2 separate regions of the Anas platyrhynchos genome follow, and region 2 is linked to region 1. The links are chromatin contacts, called in public Hi-C maps. All regions are on one chromosome and are shown on one strand. The core of a region is the stretch at or near the end of the contact, and the rest is flanking DNA. Distances in the headings are between cores, read along the strand shown. Region 1 holds the start of ARHGAP24 (Rho GTPase activating protein 24). Region 2 overlaps ARHGAP24 (Rho GTPase activating protein 24).

Region 1 (3,924 bases), core at 564-3,063:
TCAATATCCCCTTTAAAAGGGGCATCAAAATGTCAGGGTTATTTCTCTCCATGGCTTTGCCAGGGCTAACATGCCAGCTAAGCAGCAATGACACACTTGCATATCTGTGTCTAACTCTGCACACTCCCATTTTGAGGTCCTTTTTGCTTTAGTGACTCACCTGCACCCAGCCCATCTTGCCCACCAGCACATCCTCACTGTAGTGCAGCATCCCCCTATTTATTCTGTTTACTTGCAGGCTGCGAGCACGGATGCTGAGCTGTGGCTGTTTCTGACAAAAGCCTGCAGCAGGTAACGATTCCTTAATCACCAGCCAGAATGAGATCAGTTCTCTCTTGGCCCACCGGCTGGGAACAGCTAACACTTGCAAATCACCAACTCCTGCGATGCTGAGTACCTCTTTTTTTTCCCAAACCTATTACACCTGCACAATTATTTTTTTCCTGAGCTGAATGCTTCTACTGAAGAGACACAGTGTGGCTTCTTTGCCAGCAACTGCTTTCCTTTAAGCCAGGCTGAATTACACTACCATATTCCCAGCCTAATTCTTTATTGAGTGAATCTTGTTTGTCTTCTCATCTCTCTTCCCTGGCATTATGGACAGGCTGGCAAGCCTACCGATGAGCTCGTGGTGCACTGAACAATGCTCCTCTCTCTTCTGGCTCACTGCACATCCCACTAGGCAGAGAAACACCACTTACCCCCCAAAGGTGCGTTTCAGCTAAAATTAGCACCTACAGAAATCACATCAAACGTGGAGCAGGTAACTGGGGATTCTCGTGGCAGAAGCTGCAGCACCCGTTGCACAGATCAGCACGAGGGCTTCTGGTCCCGTTGTGGGCATCCAGCTGCCCCTGCAGTACAAACCTACTTTTCAGGCCACCTGCATGGCCATACCAGCCCTACAGGCTGCAAATGCATCCTCAGTTCCCAGCCAGGGCCTCCAGGGACCTTCACACTCATCTTCCCTTCTGTGAATCTCTATTCTGCGTGACAGCAAAAAGGCCCTCCGATCAGAGAAGCTGCCCTGAGGCAAGGGCAGCAGTTACTGAGCTCCTTCAGCAAAACCCAATAGGTCAAAACCATTAGTCAGCAGCTCATAAAGGAGACTTACAAAGGTAGCTCTAGCTTTCCATCCCCATCTCTCAGTTGCTTCTGCTTGAAGCAGAAGGACAGGTGTGATGTCCAACTACGACTTCAGTGTTACATGCAACTTCTATTCTTAGTAACTTCATAAAAAAGCCTTCAGCAAATAATTAGGCTTTGCAGTTGTTTAATCTATATCCACAACCTTTTACCTTCATTCATTTTTTGTACCAAACTGAACTTACAAACTATGATCAAGCCTGCCTACAGGTGTTTTTAGAGAATTTTAAACATTCTAGCACAGAAATAACCTGAAATTGAGCTCTCAATAACAGCTCAGTAAGCTTCTTTATAGAGAAGATTTTGAATTGTTCCAGCACCTGGCCTCCCACTATAATACAGTCTTGAATGTTGTTCCCTCCTCTTTTTCCTGTACTTGTATTCATTTACAGATTAAAATCCTATCACACCATATCCATGTTTCAAGCCCCTGTAGCGCTGTAACACAGCTGAAAGCAGCAACACATCACACCTGGGAACAGACAACCACCAACTTGTTCCATTTTTATTCTACAATATTTCTAAATCTTAAGTCTCTGTGATTATTAAATGTACACATGTAGTTTGCAAGAGGCCTGGCTACTCAGCTGGGGAGTGACAGGTGTATCTTAGGGTGTCACTTACCTTCATAAAGCAGATCACAAGAAAACATGTACAACAGGCTTAAAGGAAGTTCAGGCGTTAACATTATTTTACAAAGACTGTAGTTCTTCAAAACCAAAACATCTTCAGGAGCTCTTCTCTTTTTTGCCACTTTTCCAATCATCTCTCTCCAAATTATGCATATGCTAATTCAAAGAACAAAAAGCAGTCATGCTGCTGCCCGTGCCACTGAAGGCTAGAAGGAAGCACAACAGAATGCCATGCCCAGGAGTGACAAGATCAAGAGCAGGAACTGTAAGGAGTGATGATTTCCTGTGCTTCTGAGCAGAGGATTACAGCTGACACTGAGTTATGAACCCATGAAATCCTTACAGAACAGTAACTGCAGAGTACCACACCTTACCATTTCACTCAGATTTTATACCTGGGGCGAGAGCTTAGACTGTCTCTACAGAGCAGAGTCAAGCTACACCAAGTACGCAGGGTAATGTGGTCTTCTTGCTTACTGGCTTTTTAAGAGACTCGGTGGCAGTTTAATGGAGCTCAGGTATGTAACTGCATGGCTTACAAGCAAAGTCTCTGCAGCACTGCAGTGCTTGGCATCCAGAACTGATCGTATACTCAGGTATCACTCTCTGAAGTCTCCTACAAACAAAAATGGAAGTGTGTATGTGCCCTCAAGCGTGTAGAAGTTGAAATGATTGCAGCACCCAAGAGCCAGCTAAAAGATAACCATGCCAAACCTCTCCTTGAGCTGGGTAGTTTCTGTAACATGCAATTTCTTCAATCATTCCCCCAAAACCTTCCACTCACACCATGCTGTAAAATACTTTGTCAATTACTTCTTCTGAGGTATGGCAGCACACAAAAAGAAAATCAGGAAGCACTTCTTGTTTAACCATAATGAAAAAACGCTGGCAACTTGTTTCTGCCTGGACAGTGGGGGAATAGGAATTATCATGATGGTAACCTTTACTTTGCAATGAAAGCAGAGTTTGTCTTTCCTGTTAGAAAGCAGATGAGACTGTACACAGGTTTTAATGAAACCAAAAAGCAGCAAATGCTAAAAACTTGAAAGGAGACAGCTTTCTCTACTACACACACTGCATTAAGATTTTTTAACAGTGGAGTTTAGCAAAAACCACTAGGCTTGTAAGGCACATGGTGAGCTAGCTTGCTGCACAGCCAAATAATCTCATTAACAAAAACGCACTTGAACCAACTCAGTATAGTCAATAAAATAAACTACTACTTTAATTAAAAGTAACTATAGCAGAACATGCTGAAGACCTTCTCTTATTATGGACAAACACATCCTCCAAATCAATGCTTACGAGTGACATAGTGTCAGTTCTCCCACAGATATATTGAGCACAGCAATAAGGATCAAAATACCTACTAGTAAACCTAAAGCTGTTCAGCAACTGACAAGTTAATGCTACCCACACAGTAAAATACTCTAGATTATGAAATTGCCTTTTATTTTTATAAAAAACAAAGCACACAAAAAAAGCCAAGGGCATAATAAACATCTGTATATAATACCTGTGAAAAGTATTTGTTCCTAGAACTTTAGAAAAAATGACTAAATATCTATTGCATCAAAAAAGCTTAAAACAATAATGAAAGTAATAACAATTAAAAAAAAAATCTTAATTTCTAAGGCAGAACAAAGAACAATATACTAACACAACCTAAGGAAAGTCTACCTACCATACAAGCTTATATAAACTTCAACTAATCTGGCTCAATCAAAACACTGATTAGCAGTGAGTTAGCAGGGGAGAAAAAAATCACTAAAAGCAGATGGAGAAAAATGCAAATAACTTGTCTGAAATATGATTCTTTAGACTATGATTCAGTTTCTTGGGATTGAAAGAGGTAAGGGGTATTTTATTTTGTTTTAACCTCTAATAAAGGTTGAATAATGTCTTCACTTTTACAAGCCATAAAATACTGTCATGGTTATTGTAACGTATTTTGCTAGTCGTACTGAACAGGTAATAAAAATTGTTGTTTTATGTTTTGTTATAAGTTGGGCAGCTCATCAATAGTGACTTAATCTACACTAATACTTGCTAGGACATGAGAGGGAGGTGTACAAACATAAATGCTGTTTTATTAGCCTAAACTGCATAAAAGTACTGTCATACTATCTATTTGCATTTTTATTGC
Region 2 (3,924 bases), core at 498-2,997, 200 kb before region 1:
ATGGAAAGGCAGGATGCCAAGGAGCAAAGAAAAAAAAAAATAACAGGAAGACTTGTATACTCAAACTAATGTCCTGAAATACATGCTGTATCTGAGTCTACAGCAAGGTGCTTTCTGAGCTAGGGTAAAAAACCCAGGTCCCAGTTTAGCACATGGGGACATACTTGCAATCTTAAATTACAGAACGCTAAGGCAATACCGCAGAGTGCCACAGGATGGTGCGATTACAAAGTAAGAAGATCTAAATGGTTGAGTCAAATTTTCCCCTCAACAGTACTGAAGCACTGCTTGGGACTTAATCTATCTATACAGAAATTACCATGCACACGTTGGCAGTACAAACAAACACATATATATACACACATACTGCCTGTTAATCTTTTTAAAAGAGCTCGGTTTTTTAATTATATTAAAGTGGTAGTTAGAAGCAAGCAACTTTCTTCTTTCTTTGCAAGCAACTTTCTTCTTTCATTGTTACATATTGATATAAAAATGCCAAATAATGCAAGTAGAAGAGCACTTCATATAGTCTCAGTATGTTTAGACCTTGCAATCCAGTATTAGTTTTCCACCCCCTGTTTTAAAATGCAGAGGTAAACTTAAAAACATCAGGCTACAGCATGAATCCGTCTGGCTTTTAGGTGTTTCAACCCACAAATACCCTCAAGCCAACTTCAGCCACAGAGGCCAGCTGTGAGTTTCAAAGGAGTTTTCCACTCCAAGCTCTCTTGAGGATCAGGAGCACTTATTTCCATTTCCTGTTTGCAGCACTGTATGTTGTATCTATCCACAGGCTAAGTCAGCCATCAGTAATTACATGCCTACCTTGAGGACATTTGTGTAATCGGTAGTCCATGGATCTTTTCAGGGCCTGTGCAGGGCCTTTTCCTCAGGGACTTTTTCCAGCTACAACTGATCAGTGTAAGAAAAGACAGCATTGCTCTCTTTAGTCTTGGCCTTGCTTACATCCTAGATCCATTACAGCTCCAGACACTTAATAATTATACCTATCTTGACACTTCTTTTGCAGTGTGACATCGTAATATCAAAATGTTTAACGATTACACATTCATAATTAAGAGTATTTATTAACAAGTTTTGAAGTACAGAATGTCAGTTCCAGCAGAAAATCCTCCTTATTCTAAATTGCAACAATCCTCATTAATTGAGGCAAACTTTTCCAAGTGCAGAACGAATGATTACAACCTTGAAATGGGAATGACAAAGCACAAAGTTGGAATGCAACACAAAAAGTAGCAGCAAGCTGAGAAACAGTCTATTTCAGTATCTTGTGCTAGGCTGAGGAAGATTACTTAACCACTAAAATGTTCAAACTGCTTTACTGTTGATGCTTTTGGAGGAGCATCCCCCACTTCAGCACTGTCTACTCAAAGGCATTACAAACACACACACACACCACAGCCTCCCTGCAGCCATCAGAACACACATCGAAGCACCCTTCATCCAGACTTTGTCATTGGTACCCCTCATGGCACTGCTGTTTTGACAGCGTTTGCCTTTGTGATACCACAGGCGCTGTGGAAGTGGTTGTCAGATGGATTACACTGCCTGGGGATCTTCACCCTCTCCACCATAAATAAAAATTGCTGAAGCCCAGCAGGTCACCAGAAATCCCCACATAACCCTCACCCTCGGATAAGTGCACAGCGTGTTCAGAGAGCTGGAGTCAGCGCTTCAGAGCACACAGCCAACAGGCTCCTCGTAACTTTCAGAGAGGAAATAGGGCAGGGTCACATTACAGAAAGATAAATGCTACACCAAAAATAGCTCATGGCCCATGATAACACGTATACAGTTTGCATACAGAACAAACAGTAGGAAACAACAAGCTGTGAGGCTCTAATTAAATTCAGGAGTTCTGGTAATAAAACAAAGGAGAACAGTACGAACAGTTTGTGTATCCGTACATCCCTGAATTACTGGAATTGCATCTCTGTCCTTTAAAATATGTCACAGGTCTTAGCCCTGCAAACAGAGACTCTGTCACCAACATATCCTGAACCCATCCCAACACCTGGTGACTGTGTCACTGCTTAGCTGCATTCGGGCCTTGTAGAGAAGCTCTCCTGGACCTGACACGGGAGGATGAGTTTGCAACTGGCTGCCAGTCTGCAGACAGCACATGATGCTAGAGTCCGTGATAAACCAGTGCTGAAATACTGCAAGTGAGCAGCATCGAGGAGTATTACAAACATGAATAACTCTTTATTGAGAGAATGAGGGCACTGCTTCTGCTGAGGAACCAGCACTCACAGGATGGTCAGACAAAGCCAGTGTTCAGTAATGTTAAGGCGACTCAGGAGTGATGCAACTGGTATTGGAGTCAGGCTTTGGGCCAGAAATGCAAAGGTCAGGTCAATGCATAACATAATTACTGAACACTCTGTGCCATTTTTGTCCCCTTGTGTAGATACCTTCACTTTCCTCTATAATGTACATACAGTACAAGCAGTACAGTGCATAATCTAAGTGCCAGCTGAAATTTTGCCTACAACTTATGAAACATGCATTAAAGCCTTTACCATCTTAGGCCCTGAGCTCTGTTCTCCTCTCTTTGCTGCCACAAGAGCCTGGCTCTACTGTAAGTACACTTCATAGAATCACCCAAATTATTTAGGTTGGAAGGGACATCCAGAGGTCATCTAGTCCAACCCCTGCTCAAAACAAGACCAGTTATGGCAGGTTGCTTAGTGCCTCATCTACTTGACTTCTGAGTATCTCCAAGGGTGGGGACTGTAAAAACTTTCTGAGTGCCTCCTCCACTATCTGGTCACACTCTTGCTGAAAAAAAATAATTAAAAAATCCCAATATATAATCAGAATTTCTCATGTTTCAGCAAGCACTGCAAGGAATACTAAAGATTGACAGATTATTTGCAAGTTAGACATCCACTGCAGAAGTTATAACAGGAGCCAATTCATTCTAGAGCCTGATGCTTCAAGAAGAGCAACGAAGACAGCAGTTTAGGACAGAAAGAGACAGACTTTGTGGAAGGACATGAAAGATTACTTACGAAATATAGATCATTAAAAAGAGGTGGTGGATGCTTTCTGAGGCCTAAAAAACAGATGGGTTCCTATCAGGAAACAATTAGCTGCCTCCAGCCAACATGCTGCCAAAATATCTAATCATTGCTAGGTTGTTCAAAGAGGCTGGTACGTTTCTGCAGAGATTTTGCAGGCATTCTACAAATATATAAAACTGGGTAAGCCCCACAAGTAAACTACCTCTTCTTGCTTATTGGAAGAGAAAGCCACAAATCTGGCAAGCCTTATTGTATAAGGATGTGCTAAAACACTCCACATGCTTACAAAATGTCATCCTTTCTTAAAAACTTGCCATTGGTAGTGGAAAATGCCCTTTCTTGCCTTCTTAAATTACAGCCCCACACCAACAAGTGAAAAGCAGGTGTCTTCACAAAGGTTAAGGAGCAACTCTGTTTCTGAAACTGAAATTCATGCAAAGCAACTACAAATTCTTGTTCGCTGCCAATAACCAAAACCACACACTCCTACAGCAGGACACCAATTAAACTGATTTAATGACCCTTGCATCACACTAGAATATCTTTGTTAACGTGTATTTAATTGCTAGATTAGGTCTCTTAACTCATGCCATATGCAGAGGTAATTTCTGCTAGCTGGGTAGGAATAGGGCCGGGGTTAGAGCAGACTTGGAAGTGGCTCCAGATGCACAAGTGATGAGCAGGGTGTCATTTGTGAGGATCAGGGAAGGAAGCCTGGAACACCACAGGCACAAACGGATGGGAATTTACACAAGCCTAAGGCCATTTGTGTTGGCAGGAACTGGCTTTCTAGTAAAAACTTCATTTCACGTAAGTGCTTTGTGTAGGGATTACTGTGCTTTTTTCCCCTAGGAAAGGAATAAAGCCCCATTCTTGT

What was found. A called contact is a pair of places that touch in the nucleus more often than the background predicts.
Region 2: a Hi-C map of skeletal muscle shows a contact between it and region 1, with 5 times the contacts expected there. The contact joins the enhancer-like site here to the promoter of ARHGAP24 in region 1. A contact is called at or near these places in 4 of 8 Hi-C or Micro-C datasets (liver, skeletal muscle and subcutaneous adipose tissue).

What each region holds. Positions count from the first base shown.
Region 1 is chr4:47,956,010-47,959,933 of IASCAAS_PekinDuck_T2T, reverse strand. It overlaps ARHGAP24 (Rho GTPase activating protein 24), which reads right to left and starts at 1,813. Exons shown (of 9, transcript XM_072037524.1): 1 at 1,771-1,813. The coding sequence starts at 1,798.
Region 2 is chr4:48,157,419-48,161,342 of IASCAAS_PekinDuck_T2T, reverse strand. All of the region lies in intron 4 of ARHGAP24 (Rho GTPase activating protein 24), which reads right to left. Among named protein-coding and RNA genes, the nearest start is that of MAPK10, 32 kb to the left of the region's middle. Within about 2 kb of position 1,747, at least 4 of the 8 cell types and tissues checked have an H3K27ac peak or open chromatin away from gene starts, as enhancers often do.